Linked DNA regions of Mus musculus: all the other regions are linked to region 2. A link is a contact called in public HiChIP or PLAC-seq data. All regions are on one chromosome and are shown on one strand. The core of a region is the stretch at or near the end of the contact, and the rest is flanking DNA. Distances in the headings are between cores, read along the strand shown.

Evidence for each region. HiChIP or PLAC-seq counts read pairs in DNA pulled down with a chosen protein or histone mark.
Region 1: an H3K4me3 HiChIP or PLAC-seq map of bone marrow-derived macrophages shows a contact between it and region 2, with 2.8 times the contacts expected there. The contact joins the promoter of Ggcx here to the enhancer-like site in region 2. A contact is called at or near these places in 2 of 484 Hi-C or Micro-C datasets (liver and myocytes), 8 of 115 datasets of contacts at active chromatin or transcription factors (the SCID.adh cell line, bone marrow-derived macrophages, embryonic stem cells and 3 more) and 3 of 9 other capture datasets (adipose tissue, liver and pancreatic islet).
Region 3: a contact with region 2 is called in an H3K27ac HiChIP or PLAC-seq map of embryonic fibroblasts, with 27 read pairs. The contact joins the promoter of Sh2d6 here to the enhancer-like site in region 2. A contact is called at or near these places in 3 of 39 promoter capture datasets (the 3T3-L1 cell line, neural stem cells and trophoblast stem cells), 1 of 15 datasets of contacts at CTCF or cohesin (the NIH/3T3 cell line), 26 of 484 Hi-C or Micro-C datasets (the AtT-20 cell line, the C2C12 cell line, the N1E-115 cell line and 13 more), 16 of 115 datasets of contacts at active chromatin or transcription factors (the 230-238 cell line, CD8 T cells, the SCID.adh cell line and 11 more) and 3 of 9 other capture datasets (adipose tissue, embryonic stem cells and liver).

What each region holds. Positions count from the first base shown.
Region 1 is chr6:72,412,321-72,416,812 of GRCm38.p6, reverse strand. Ggcx (gamma-glutamyl carboxylase) reads right to left here and starts at 2,505. Exons shown (of 15, transcript NM_019802.5): 1 at 2,364-2,505; 2 at 1,971-2,141. The coding sequence starts at 2,406.
Region 2 is chr6:72,472,266-72,476,595 of GRCm38.p6, reverse strand. No RefSeq gene overlaps it. Among named protein-coding and RNA genes, the nearest start is that of Mat2a, 35 kb to the right of the region's middle. Within about 2 kb of position 2,860, at least 135 of the 459 cell types and tissues checked have an H3K27ac peak or open chromatin away from gene starts, as enhancers often do. A contact at or near this core is called in the AtT-20 cell line, the C2C12 cell line, the N1E-115 cell line and 17 more, where this site is marked.
Region 3 is chr6:72,518,578-72,523,213 of GRCm38.p6, reverse strand. It overlaps Sh2d6 (SH2 domain containing 6), which reads left to right and starts at 3,178. Exons shown (of 12, transcript NM_001374030.1): 1 at 3,178-3,254; 2 at 3,332-3,453; 3 at 4,246-4,303. The coding sequence starts at 3,388.

The DNA of each region.
Region 1 (4,492 bases), core at 1,256-3,755, 59 kb after region 2:
GGTAGGATTAAATAAGACCTAAATACAAAACACTATAGAAAGGTAGGGTTTGAGTAGTTACATCTATAAAGATACACCCTACCGAGCTGTGAAAAGTGCCCCAGGGGGCCTTTCTAACATTTTTTTTTTTAACCTCCTGACATACCCAGGAAGGTAGTGGTATTTGCTCAACACACCAAGACAAATAAGGGACACTCAGGTCTGGAAAGCCACTTAGGTTCAGGCAGGGTTTCTCAATCCCGGGAGAAGCTGCAGTAGCCAGTCTGGTTAATTATCTATAGGGATATTTACCCGTTTGTTACAAGACATCAAGTGTATCCTGGTACCAGCACAAATCCCAGCAACCACCTATCTCTCTTCTCTGAAAGTTCTGACAACTAAAAAGGTCTCCAGGTTGCAAAATGGCCCCCAGCTAGAAACTGCTGGACTTAAAGGCACATCTTGGCACATCTGTAACCCTGTGAGTTGTCACCCTGGCTATTTCTCTGAATTGCTTAGTGTAACTTCTGAGTAGCTTCACGACATGAACAAAATGTCTCTCCTGTCAGGTGTCATGGTGTTTGTAATCCCAGCACTTGAGAAACAAGAGGAGCACTTAAGAGGCCAGACAAACCTGGTCTATGTAATGAGACTATTTCAAAAGCCAAAAAGAGCCGGGGAGATTACTCCATTGGTAAAAAAAATCAAAGTCCTTGTTGCAAGCGTGAGAGGCTGAGTTCAGGTCACTAGCACTCATGTCCAAAGCCTGCCTGGCATGGTAGCTACCGATCTCAGTGGCTGAGAAACAGGCTGACCCCTGGGGCTTGCTGGCCAGCCAGTCTACCTCAACTGGTGAGCTCTAGGTTCAGGAGAGAGAAACCCCACCTCAAAAACTACGATGGACAGTGGCTGAGGAAGACAGCTGACACCGACCTCTGGCCTAAACTCACCACATGCAAGCATGCTCTTGCATGCACACAGGCATGCAGCTGTTCCTCTACTCCATGTGTCCAAAGCATTTCTAAACACTAAACCCTAACTGCAGATGACAAGGCCAGATAATTCCAAACTTCCAAAGAATTCTTCCATTATTCCAATACCTTCAGCTCTAAGGAGAAGAGATGGGCAACTAGGCTGGAGAGAATGGCTCAGCAGTTATGAGAATGCAAATAATCTTCTTTTTATTTTTCTTTTTAAAAAAGATTTATTTATCTTATATATATGAGTACACCGTAGTTACCTTCAGACACACCAAGAGGGCATCGGATCCCATTACAGATGGTTGTGAGCCACCATGTGGTTGCTGGGAATTGAACTCAAGACTTCTGGAAGAGCAGTCAATGCTCTCTTAACCTCTGAGCCATCTCTCCAGCCTGCAACTGATCTTCCAAAGGAACAGAGTTCAGTCCCCATCACCCATATCAGGCAGCAACTACCTTTAACTCCAGCTCCAAGGGGTCCAACTCCCTCTTCTGGCTTCTACAAGCAAGCACACGCCTGGCCTACAATCACACAGACACTGCCCTGGTTAATCTTCGTCACCTAAAAACAAGCTAGAGGACCTCAACTAAGGAAATACCTCGAAGAAATTGGCCCGTAAGCATTTATGTGAGAGGGCACAGCCTACTGTGGATGGTGCCACCCTGGGCAGGTGATCCCTACTGGTAGAAGAAAGCAGGTTGAACAAACCACGAGGAGCCAGCCAGCATCTACAAGGTTCCTCCATGGCCTCTTCTTCAGTTCTGGTCTCCAGATTCCTGCCCTGACTTCTCTCCGAGATGGACTACAACTGTAAGCTGAAATGAACTCATGCTTTTCCAGGTTGCTTTTCATCATGGTGTTTTTATCAGAGTAATAGAAAGCAAACTAACACATACATACATACACATAAACAAAATAATGATAAATCTTAAAAAGAAATAAGATGACATTTTCCCACCACTACCACCACCACCTCAACCAAAATGTCCCCATCCAGAAAATGGACTTACCAAAGAGAAAACGAAAGACAGCCAGGTTTGCAGGGTCCGTTGGTTTGTTAAGCAGGGTCACGACACTCTGCCAGCTAGATAAATCTGTCCATTCAAACCCTAAAATTTTCTCCATTCGGCTGCCCTGTTTCAGTCCTGATGTCTGTGCAGACTTGTTTTTCTGTACTTTATCTACAAACCAAGACCTGGGGTCAAAAAGTGCGTGGGAAAACCGCAGTCCCTACAGTCTAGGACCTCCACCCACTGGGTTCTTCCACTGATCCAGCTCCTGCAACCTTCTGAGTCTCAGGTCATCCAAGATTCTCCTACGATCTTCCAACACAGACCGCCATCTCTCTCAATAAGCCACTTCCCCACTAAGACCACCGTGCCTCTCGCCAACCCTCAGCCTACCTGAGGCGGGAGCAACCAGTGCGGAGCCGCGGTGCACAGCCATGACTGCAGGGACAGGTGAGCCTCTCTGCAGCCAGGTCGGACCCAGTGGAACCTCCAGACTTAGACTTGCTGTCTTAGGCCCCGCCTCCTCGACACGTAAGCACTCGCGCGGACGGCCGGAAAGCGCCCGCACTGTCGTGAAGGCCGGAACCCCCGGCCCCGCACTGAAGCATAGGGGGCGTGGGCTAGGAGTGTGGGCGGGGCGATCCTGAGCCGAGCCCTGAGCTCAGAGACCGGGTGGGTATGAGGACCTTTGGGGATGGGCAGCGCAGGCGCTTGCTAAATCTAACTTTGGCATTGAGAGGAAGGAGTGACAGTTTTCAGAACAAGTGTCTCTCTCTATACTACTAGCTATCCCATCACATACTTGAACTTCAATCTCGACGCCTGCTTTGCTGTTTTTAGATTGGATCTCTTTTTGTAGTTTTCTCGCTTATGTAAACCAGACTGGCCTCAAATTCACCTGCTTCTGCTTTTGGAGTGCTGGAATAAAAACACTCACCACCATGCCTGCTTTTGAGACCGAACTAGCCTCGAACTCCCAGCAATCCTTCTGCCACTCTGCCTCTGTCTCCCACATTTTAGGATTTAAAAACTAAGAATTATACTTTCCTAATTTCATTGAGTCCTTCCCGAACCCCATCAGGAGTCTCCAGGTTTGAACATCCCGTCCCTGCACCCCCTCCCAAAAAGTCGCGAGGTGCAAAAGGGTAGACTTTTCTGCAGATGTGGGTTGGGGAGTTAAAGACGCACTTGGAAGGGGCTGGGGAGATGGCTCAGCATTTAAGAGCACTGATTGCTCTTCCATTGATCCTGAGTTCAATTCCCGGCAACCACATGGTGGCTCACAACCATGTGTAATGGGATCCGAGGCCCTCTTCTGGTGTGTCTGAAGGCAGCTACAGTATACTTATATACATAAAATAAATAATTTTTTAAAAGATTTATTTATTTATTATATGTAACTACACTGTAGCTGTCTTCAGACACTCCAGAAGAGGGCGCCAGATCTTGTTACGGATGGTTGTGAGCCACCATGTGGTTGCCGGGAATTGAACTCAGGACCTTTAGAAGAGCAGTCAGTACTCTTAACCCCTGAGCCATCTCTCCAGCCCAAAATAAATAATTTTTTTCCATTTTTTATTAGGTATTTAGCTCATTTACATTTCCAATGCTAAACCAAAAGTTCCCCATACCCACCCCACCCCCCAATCCCCTACCCACCCACTCCCCCTTTTTGGCCCTGGCGTTCCCCTGTACTGGGGCATATAAAGTTTGCAAGTCCAATGGGCCTCTCTTTGCAGTGATGGCCGACTAGGCCATCTTTTGATACATATGCAGCTAGAGACAAGAGCTCCGGGGTACTGCTTAGTTCATATTGTTGTTCCACCTATAGGGTTGCAGTTCCCTTTAGTTCCTTGGGTGCTTTCTCTAATTCCTCCATTGGGGGCCCTGTGGTCCATTCAATAGCTGACTGTGAGCATCCACTTCTGTGTTTGCTAGGCCCTGGCATAGTCTCACAAGAGACAGCTATATCTGGGTCCTTTCAGCAAAATCTTGCTAGTGTATGCAATGGTGTCAGCGTTTGGAAGCTGATCATGAGATGGATCTCTGGATATGGCAATCACTAGATGGTCCATCCTTTCGTCATACTTCCAAATTTTGTCTCTGCAACTCCTTCCATGGGTGTTTTGTTTCCTATTCTAAGAAGGGGCAAAGTGTCCACACTTTGGTCTTCGTTCTCTTGAGTTTAATGTGTTTAGCAAATTATATCTTATATCTTGGGTATCCTAAGTTTCTGGGCTAATATCCACTTATCAGTGAGTACATATTGTGAGAGTTCCTTTGTGATTGGGTTACCTCACTCAGGATGATGCCCTCCAGGTCCATCCATTTGCCTAGGAATTTCATAAATTCATTCTTTTTAATAGCTGAGTAGTACTCCATTGTGTAAATGTACCACATTTTCTGTATTCATTCCTCTGTTGAGGGGCATCTAGGTTCTTTCCAGCTTCTGGCTATTATAAATAAGGCTGCTATGAGCATAGTGGAGCATGTGTCCTTCTTACTGGTTGGGGCATCTTCTG
Region 2 (4,330 bases), core at 1,611-4,110:
CAGTTTTGGGGACTGAACCCATGGCCTCAGACATGGTAGGCCAGCACTCTGTCACTGAGCCACATTCTCTATTGTTTTTGTTCGAACCAGGATCTCATCCAATAACCCAGCCTGGCTTAGAATTCAGTATGTAGCCCAAGCTGGCTTCGAACTCTCAGAAATCTTCCTCCTTCGACATCCCCACTGTTATAAACGCTAGAACAAGCCACCATGTCTGGTTAAGTTGGTTGGTTTGTTGTCAATGTTGTTATTCAGTGCTAGGGATCAAACCCAGGCCGTAGGACATGCTAAGCAAGCACTCTGGACCCTGAGCTTTAGTGAGCGTTTTTAAATGAATGGCATTATCTTTCTGTAAAAAGGAGGCAATAGCCCTCTTAGTAAGTTACGGCTGACACTAAGTGAGATGGTGACTTGTAAATGTTGATGTGGTGTTAACACGTACAAGGGACATTGCCAGCATTAGCTCTCTCTGTAGCCTATGGTTCATCCTCAGAATAGGTGCAATGTTGTCTGTAGCTGATGATGATGGTGGCCAGGACCCAGGACAAAGAAAAAGGCAGCTTTCTCAGACAGAACTCAGATTTCAGATTCTAGACAGCACTGACTCTACACTATAGTCAGCTGGTCCTGAGTCTCTGTTTGTGTTTGTTTACAGATCCCATAGCCAGGGTTTAAGATGAGGCCATCTCAGTCTGTCTTGAGACTCTTCCAACTAATGCCCCAGGCTGCTTCCCACAAGCATGTAATAAATAACCATGTAATAAATGTAATAAATAACTGTGTTAATGTAACAAATAATGATGGAGTCTATTGGCTTGACTCCCAAACTGGACTGCCTTGGAGAAGGAAGAGGGAGCACAGAGGCCTGCAGTCAGAGCCAGGGTCCAGTCCACCTTCCCTGAACCCTGATGAATCTGGTCCTGGCTTCCTGCTTAGAGCTCTCAGGGCACCCGTAGAGCAGAAGGCCCTGGTCATCTGGAGAGGCTGCAATAGCCAGTGATGGAGGCTTAGCCCCTCACTTCTGCCCTAGGGCATATAACACTTTCTTCTGGAAGACAGGAACCCTGGCACGTAGAAGCTTGCTTCAAAACTATAGTGCATATCAACCCACTGCCTCAGCCACCCACTCAGGATCTGGTTGGCATCCAAACTCAGCCCTGGTATTCCAGTGTGAGAGGCCTTCATTGAGTGGGCATGGAATGCTGGCAAGAGGCACAGACATTAGAAATTAGGAGCTGGGGCTAATTAAACTGCCATCACTGCTTGCCAAACACTTCTATAAAAAACATTTCTATCTACCTTTCACTTAGCCCCGGCCTGGGCAATGCTGGCCTCTGGCGCAGCTCTTCTCACTAGCTTTAACTGGGAACTTGCACCTGTCTGGCATTTTGTGTGTGTGTGTGTGTGTGTGTGTGTGTGTGTGTGTGTGTGTGTGCCAGAGGGAATCCTTGATCCTTGGGTTTCAATCTCAGTAATGACCTTTACTTTCTTTAAAACCAGACCAGAAGGCTAGACTTGCTGGCCAGGGAGCCCCTGGGGGGCCTCCTGTTTCTGCCTCCCAGCACTGGGGCTACAAGTGTGTGCGGATATGACCAGCATTTTTATGCATTTTCTGGGGATCAATCTCAGGTTCTCACTCCTTTTTTTGTTGTTTTTGTTTTTTTCAAGACAGGGTTTCTCTGTGTAGCCCTGGCTGTCCTGGAACTCACTCTGTAGACCAGGCTGGCCTCGAACTCAGAAATCCACCTGCCTCTGCCTCCCGTGTGCTGGGATTAAAGGTGTGCGCCACCACGCCCAGCCAAGGTTCTCACTCTTGCAAGGCAGGAAATGTACCTACTCTTTCTCCAACTCCGGTGAAATCGGTGTTGTATGGCCATTGGTGCAGCAGTGTATGGAGGACTTCTTGTGGTAGTTGTTTTGTGTTCAGATTTGCAGGCTCCGCATACTTGGTGAGCTTGGCACATGGGCTCTTTCTCTTTATCCTGGGAATGGGAGGTCACTGTGTGTCCTGTCTTTCTGAATGGATTCCGGAGCAGGTGCTTAGGGTCCGGGTATCATAGGCTGCCCACACTACTGCTAAGTATTTTCTGGAACCCCGTTGGCTACCACCCCCAGCCCCTTTGCTCGCAGAGGTCACTGTGGCCTTAAGAGTCAAGAGAAAAGGCAAATGCGTGGATTAGACACCTGGACACACACTGAAGGCCTGCCTTGGACTCTTCAGCCTCCATACCAAGTTGCTCACAGGTTCATTTCCTTGTGCTTAGTTTGTCACACTTCTAGAACATAGCTCCTCGTGACCTCTGTATACCTCTTCACCCAGATTGCTCCATGCCTCTCCTCCTCGTTCCCGCTTTGTCTTGCATCTGAACCATTCCTCCCCCCCCGAGATCTTAGCTGTGTTCACTATTCCTGTAAGCCCCCCCCCCCCCCAGCATTCCACACCCCTTGCTTTGTCCTTGGCATTTCTTACCATCCACTATATTTCTCTCATCCACAGCTGGTCTCCCCACAAACCTCTCTAAGTAGCTTTTCTGGCTCATTCTCAGCTGTGTCATTGGCCCAGTTATGATACATGATACAGCACGGTCTCTGTGATCTCTGTGAGGCGGCTCCAGGAGTGAATGAGGTAGATCCGTGAGCTGATAAGGTTTTCACTATGGGTGACGCTAGGCAGCTAAGTGGCTTGGGTTGATCCTCTTCCCTTCTGTCCCTGACTCATGTGTCTGTCCAATAAAGCAGGCACATGAGATGCTGTGTAAGCTGCTTTCCAGCAGTAATAATTGATGAGTCCAGGCCATATCCACTTACCACTGCAGAGAGGCCCAAAAAGGCGAGAAGGGAAGGGCAGGGAGGCAGGAAGCAGCTGCCAGGATGACTAATCGGGATCTCAAGTCATCCTCCTCTCGTGCCAATCCTCACAGGCCTCAGCAAGGCTTGGGATTGCTAGCTTTTGAGAGTCACATGGCTTCCTGGCCTGACTTGTCCCTAAATGACCACGGATTGTACTTCAAAAAGTAAATCCATGTGTGACAGTGGTGACGGGGAGGGGGCGGGGCAGGGGTGGGGCTGGAAGGAGGAGCAGAGCTAGAGAAGCACTAACTATGCACATGGTTTACAAAACCAGACTTGTACTTGCCTGGGCCTTCTCATCAGTAGGCCTGGTGCTGGGTGGGAGTGGTGAAACACTGTCAGGGCCTCCTCTGACTCCGGTGCTGACCTGTCAGCCCAATGCCCCTGCTCCCCTTAAACTCCCGCTCTCCTTGTCTTCAATCTCCTGACCCCAGCTCTATCTATGTCGGTATTAGGTTCTTATGTAAAGCTTGCCTCGTGGGGCTGGAGAGATGGCTCAGAGGTTAAGAGCACTGACTGCCCTTCCAGAGGACTACAGTTCAATTCCCGGCACCCACAACTGTCTGTAACTCCAGTTCCAGAGGGTCTGACACTCTCACACATGCAGTTAAAATACCAATGCACATAAAATCAAAAGAAATGAATCTTTAAAATCATGTTATCTAAGTGGGCCAGCCTCCTTGAGGCCTTCTTGATGACGGCCAGACTCATGTGAACAAAAGAAAGCATCCTGAAATGGACGGTTTCATTACCACGGAGCCGAATTCTCATTCCTAAAAACAGTCACTCTACTTTCTATTGACACATCTATGCCTGCATGTCTATATGTACCTATTTGCATACAGGTGCCAATGGAGGCCAGAAATTACAAAAGATCTCCTGGAACTGGATTTACTGGGAACTATGAACCACTGATGTGTGTGCTGGGAATTTAACCTGCATCCTGTTTAAAAGCAGCAAGTGTTCCTAACTGCTGAGCCATCTCTCTAGTCCTCTCAAATGGTAATTCTAATGTTCAGTGTTTAGAGCGTGCCTTACTGTGGCTGCACTGTTTTACATTCCCACTGACCCACTAACCTACTTTTGCTTATATATTTTACTTAGTGATGTCCCAACCCTCACTTGGATGTCAGCTCCATGAGATGGGAGTTTACTTCTGAACACTTAGATGCTTGCACATGGTAACAGAGCAGTAAGGATTTAATGATGAGCTAGCTCAGTGCTTTTGACCTCAGTTTTGCATCATCCTGAACCCTTCAAGCCCAGCTTCAGACCCTCATAGCCTTTCTTGGCCCCTATCATGAGAATGTTCCCCCCTTTATGCTTTGCAATCTGGTTATCTGTGTGCTTGGAAGCATCTGAAAGATTAATTTCCTTAACACTAGAAGCTTTTTTTTAAAAAAAAGATTTATTTATTATTATATGTAAGTACACTGTAGCTGACTTCAGACACACCAGAAGAGGGCATCAGATCTCATTA
Region 3 (4,636 bases), core at 1,929-4,428, 46 kb before region 2:
TCTCCACACTCCTCCTTTTCCATGGTACTACCTGGGCTCCCTGTTGAGTGGCTTTTCTTGGCTTTTTAAATGTTTGGGTTGTTTGTTTGTTTGTTTATTGAGACAGGGTCTTAAGTAGCCCAAACTGGCCTTGAATATGATACACGGCTGACAGCCTTAAGTTCTGATTCTCCTACTGGGATTATAGATGTGCCCAGTTTTTATAGGATGCTAGGGATCACACACAGGGCTCTGTGTATGCTAGGTATGTGCTCTACCAACTGGACTAGGTCCCCAGCCCAGGAAACTTTCTCAGTTTCTCAGAGCCTCAATATTATGGCTTCCCCTCCTTCAGCTCTTATGTTGAACCTCTAGTTCTAGTGACCCTAACAGAACACTGAGCCACTAGGGAGGCAATTAAGATGAAGTGGAGTAAGGCCCTGGTCCTACAGTCTTATGTCTTTATAAGAAGAAGTAATAGCTGGCTCAGCCACCCTCTGTGCTCACAGGCAGGAGGCTACCTGAGGACACAGAGTGAGGTGGCGATATCCAAGCCAGGAAACAAGGCTTCACCAGAAACTAACCCCGATCTTAGCCTTCTATCCTCCTGATCTCGAAGGAAATAAAATCTCTGTTGTTTAAGCAGCTCAGTGTTGTGGTATTGTTACATCAGTGTGAGCTGACTAATAGAGTTGGTGTCTTCATTTGAAAGTGAGCGTAAAACCGGGGCTTGCCTCATAAAACTATTCTGGGAGTCCAGTGAGGAAACGATACTTGTAAGGTCTGACTGCTTTCTGTAGCATTTCTGTCTGGATGTCTGAAGCAGTGCCTTGTGAGTAGCACATGTTTATAAACCAATTGTTGTTGGTTTGGTTTTTCTTGTTGTTGTCTATTTTATTTTGTTTTGACTTTTGTGTTTGTTTCATTTTGTTTTGTTTGAGGCAGAGTTTCACTGTGGAGGTCTGTGCCTGTCCTGGAATTCAGTATGTGGTCTCATCGTCTCACTCAAAGCCTGCCTCAAACTCACAGAGATCTACCTGCCTCTGCCTCCCAAGTGCTGGGATTAAAGGTGTGTGCCACCATGCCCATTTTGATAAATAGATGTTTTATAAACGCCTCCATTAAAGAATAAACTGGTCACATGGAATCTGAGAGCCTCTGAATTTTCCCCTCACCTTTAACTTTTTGGATCTGTGATCACCACCCACTAGCAAGTGGTAGAAGGAGTAAAGGGTTGGGATGGGTGACAGCAAGGTGGCATCTGTCCATCAATGTCACCCAATACGGTTCTGAAAAGGTGATGCCAGAGAGCCACACCTGGTCCGGCTTAGGTCTTCTAGCTTGGATGAAGAACTAGAGACCACAGCTATAGAGGAGAGCGGGGCCCTGGGAGTGCCCTGGATAAAGTCCATTTTGGGTGGGAGACCACAGGCAGAGGCGGGCACCTTCCAATACTTAGAATATGTAAATAATGGGAACAATGGAGCCCTTATCCCCCAGGACATTTGTGGCAGCTCCTGGGCTCTAGAGAGGCAAAGGGGCTCCGCTCACCTACCTTGCCATGGTGAGACTTGGTTCTAGAGGATCCTTGGGCCCATATACCTGCTGAGACTCCTAGAGATCCAGGACTGTGGGCAGGGAGAGTCCCAGCTGTACTAACCACTCTGCCCCTGCTCTTTCTAGGACAGGTTCAGTGGCAGCAAGGCCCGGTGAGTGCCCCTCTTTCTCCTGCTCGCCCCTTTGTCTTCACCTACCTCCCCCTCACTGGAGCAGCTGTCTATCTCTATCCACCCGTGTGCTTCCACTCTGCCAGCCCTGTGCCCAGCATCCCTAGGGTATCATCTTATCCAGCTGTGCACCAAAGGCCACTAATTCTGCCTGCCCCCTGAGCCCACCCCAGTCTTCTCCTTCCATTGCTCTGATCTCAGGTCCAGGCTGTCACACTGGCTTCTTCAGAGAGCATTCCTAGTCATAAGTGTGAGTGGTCTAAAGTGCAATGTCACCCTGACAGCACTCAGGGTCTCTTTGGGCAGAGCTGAGTAGAGTCTGCTTACAGGTTGGGGCCACCACTCCTTCCTGCCAGAGGTGCAGGTAAGTGCACAGTGAGTCTTAGGGGCCCAGCAGACCAGGGTCCTCCACAGTTGGATCTCCCTGAGTGACTCTAGATAGCCTGTCCCACCACCTGTCCAGCAAGGCTTAGCACCTAAGCTTGGTTCTCTTACGTGTCTTGGTCAGAATCCGGGTACGGGGGTCAGGAGCCATTGATGGGTGAAACAAACACATCTGCCGAGATCCCCGTGTTTCACCACACCTGTCTTGTCTACACTGCTAAAAAGGCCCCTTTTATGGGTTCCTTTAGTTGTAGGGTTGAAATCTATAGTTAAGGGAAGACGGTTTACGATTTATCAGAGAGAGAGAGCAAAATAAACCTTTTGCTGGAAGTAGGTGGGCTGGGGTGAAGCAAAACCAGTCTATCTATCCAGATACCCAAGTTTGGAGAGAAAGTAGAGCCAACCCATCTTTCCTGTCTGGCCCAGAGACCTGGAGAAACAGGGTAAGTCGGAATGCTGAGGATGGGGGAGGGGAGGGAGGGAGGCACCAGCCACCAGGGCCTGCCATGTTCAAGCCTCCATCTTCCCTATGCCACCAGCATCCCTTTTTGAAGGCCCAGGAAGAGGGAGAAGAGGAGGATAAATATGAGCTGCCCCCCTGTGAGGTTCTGCCCGTCAGTCTGGCCCCTGCACAGTCTCTTGGCTCTAAAGACGACTCCTTGTATCTGGGTGAGGGCTGGGAGGAGGGAAGGGCTGAGAGGTTGGGTCAAGGCAAGAGGGTCCAACAAAAGGAGAATCCGGCCCGGCCTCTCTTCCTTCTGCCTGAGTTGGGGCAGAAAAGGGCCTCAGCTGGCTGCCACTGAGGCCTCTCAGCTGGGCAGAAAAGGCTAGAGAGATGGAAAGGAGTTAAAACTGTAAAGAAGGAAAATGGAGAGGAGGCAGGAGGGAGGGGTGAGGTAACTAAGGCAACGTTGACAAAGCAGGAAGCCCGACCCAGTCCCTAGGGCCTTGCGTTCCCTCCTCTGAAATCGCTGCACATCCTCCCAACCAGGGTGGGAATGCCCTGAGAGGCCACCACCACTGGCATCTCACCCCCCCACCCCCACCCCCGCTCAGTCATGTGGGGGCAGGGAAGCTGACTGTCTCCAGTTGCCATGGAGACGGAGCTGTTAAGAAGCCAATAAGTAGAGGAGACAGGAGGAGAGAGGGAGAGATGAGGGCTAGGTGGGGAGAAAGTGGGAATAGACTAGGGAGGACCTTCCTCCCTCTCCCCAGTTTACAAAGCATGGGGTCTCTTTCAGATCGTTCTGGGCCCCTGGATCCATCCAAGCCACCACTGCCCCCGCCTCAGTCTACCATGGCCAGAGGACTCCCCATAAACCCTTCCTTCCCTACCCGCCCTACCTCTGGCTACCATTTCCCGGTGAGTAAATCTTACAAACATCTCATTTGCACAACCCCTCCCGCCCCCCCACCCCCCCTCCCCGCTCCCGTTCCACCCCCAACATGCGTTTATATTCTAGATGCCAGGAAACCTCTGCCTGTGCATTACAAACCAGAGTGAAACAAACAAACAAATAAACAACAAAATAGCTCCTCCCACTTGCCTAAAGGGTCCTTTCATCCCTTCCTTAGTCACCCCTCTGCTCTGCTCCCCGCTCCAGCACAGCTCAGCAGGGCTCTCCATCCTCTGCTGGGGTTGGGGGCAAGGCTCAGCTACCTTCACCTGGGCCCTGGACCACAGGACCCATCTCTGGCCAGAGGGGTCAGCTGTCGTCATCCCAACTCCCTTCCCCGCTGTGATCTGGTGGCTATTCACTTTCGTATTTTACAGAATAAAAATAAATAAATAAGCAGGGGAAATTTCGCAGTAAGGAAAGGACCCCAACTAGAGGCAGGGGGAAGCATTGTCAGTCTCCTTTTGTAGTATTTTATGTTTGTTTTTGTTTGTTCAGTTGTGTTTTCTGGGGGAGGGGCAGTTGAGAGGGGGGGTCTCATGGAGCCCAGGCTGGCCTTAGACTCACATCTACCCTGCCTCAGCTTCAAGCATGAACAGGCTAACAATTCAGTGTTAGTGTTGAAAGCAGCACATCAGCTCTACCCCCTTGCACCCCAGCTTCCTTGTTCTTCAACTGCCTGCACTTCACACCTCCCTCTCTCCTCCCTCCTCCCTCTTCCCTCCTCCCTCATTTCCCTCTTTCCATAATGCCCACAGCTGAAGACAGCAATGAACCCACAGCCTGCAAAGCAGGGACCTGTTTTTGGAAGGCAAGGTAGAGTGTCCCCTCTCTTTCCACGGCTCCACATAGGGAGGGGAGGCCTCTCCTACACTTCTTCTCTCCTAGAATTTTGGGGTTGCCTTGAACAGGGCTTGCTGCATCCCTCCTAGCCACACCTCCTTTTTGTTTGCCAAGCCTCCAAGTCAGTCAGTACAGGTATCATTACCACCAAAGCCATGATCTGCTGTGCCCTAGAGTTTGAAAGCAGAGGCCCTGACCTCCAGGCCCTGTCTTCAGTCAGTGTGATCCCTTGGCCAGGTGAGGGGCACCCTAGAATGAAGTGGTCAAACCTAAGACCCTCCATAGTGAGACAGCTGAGTATTATCC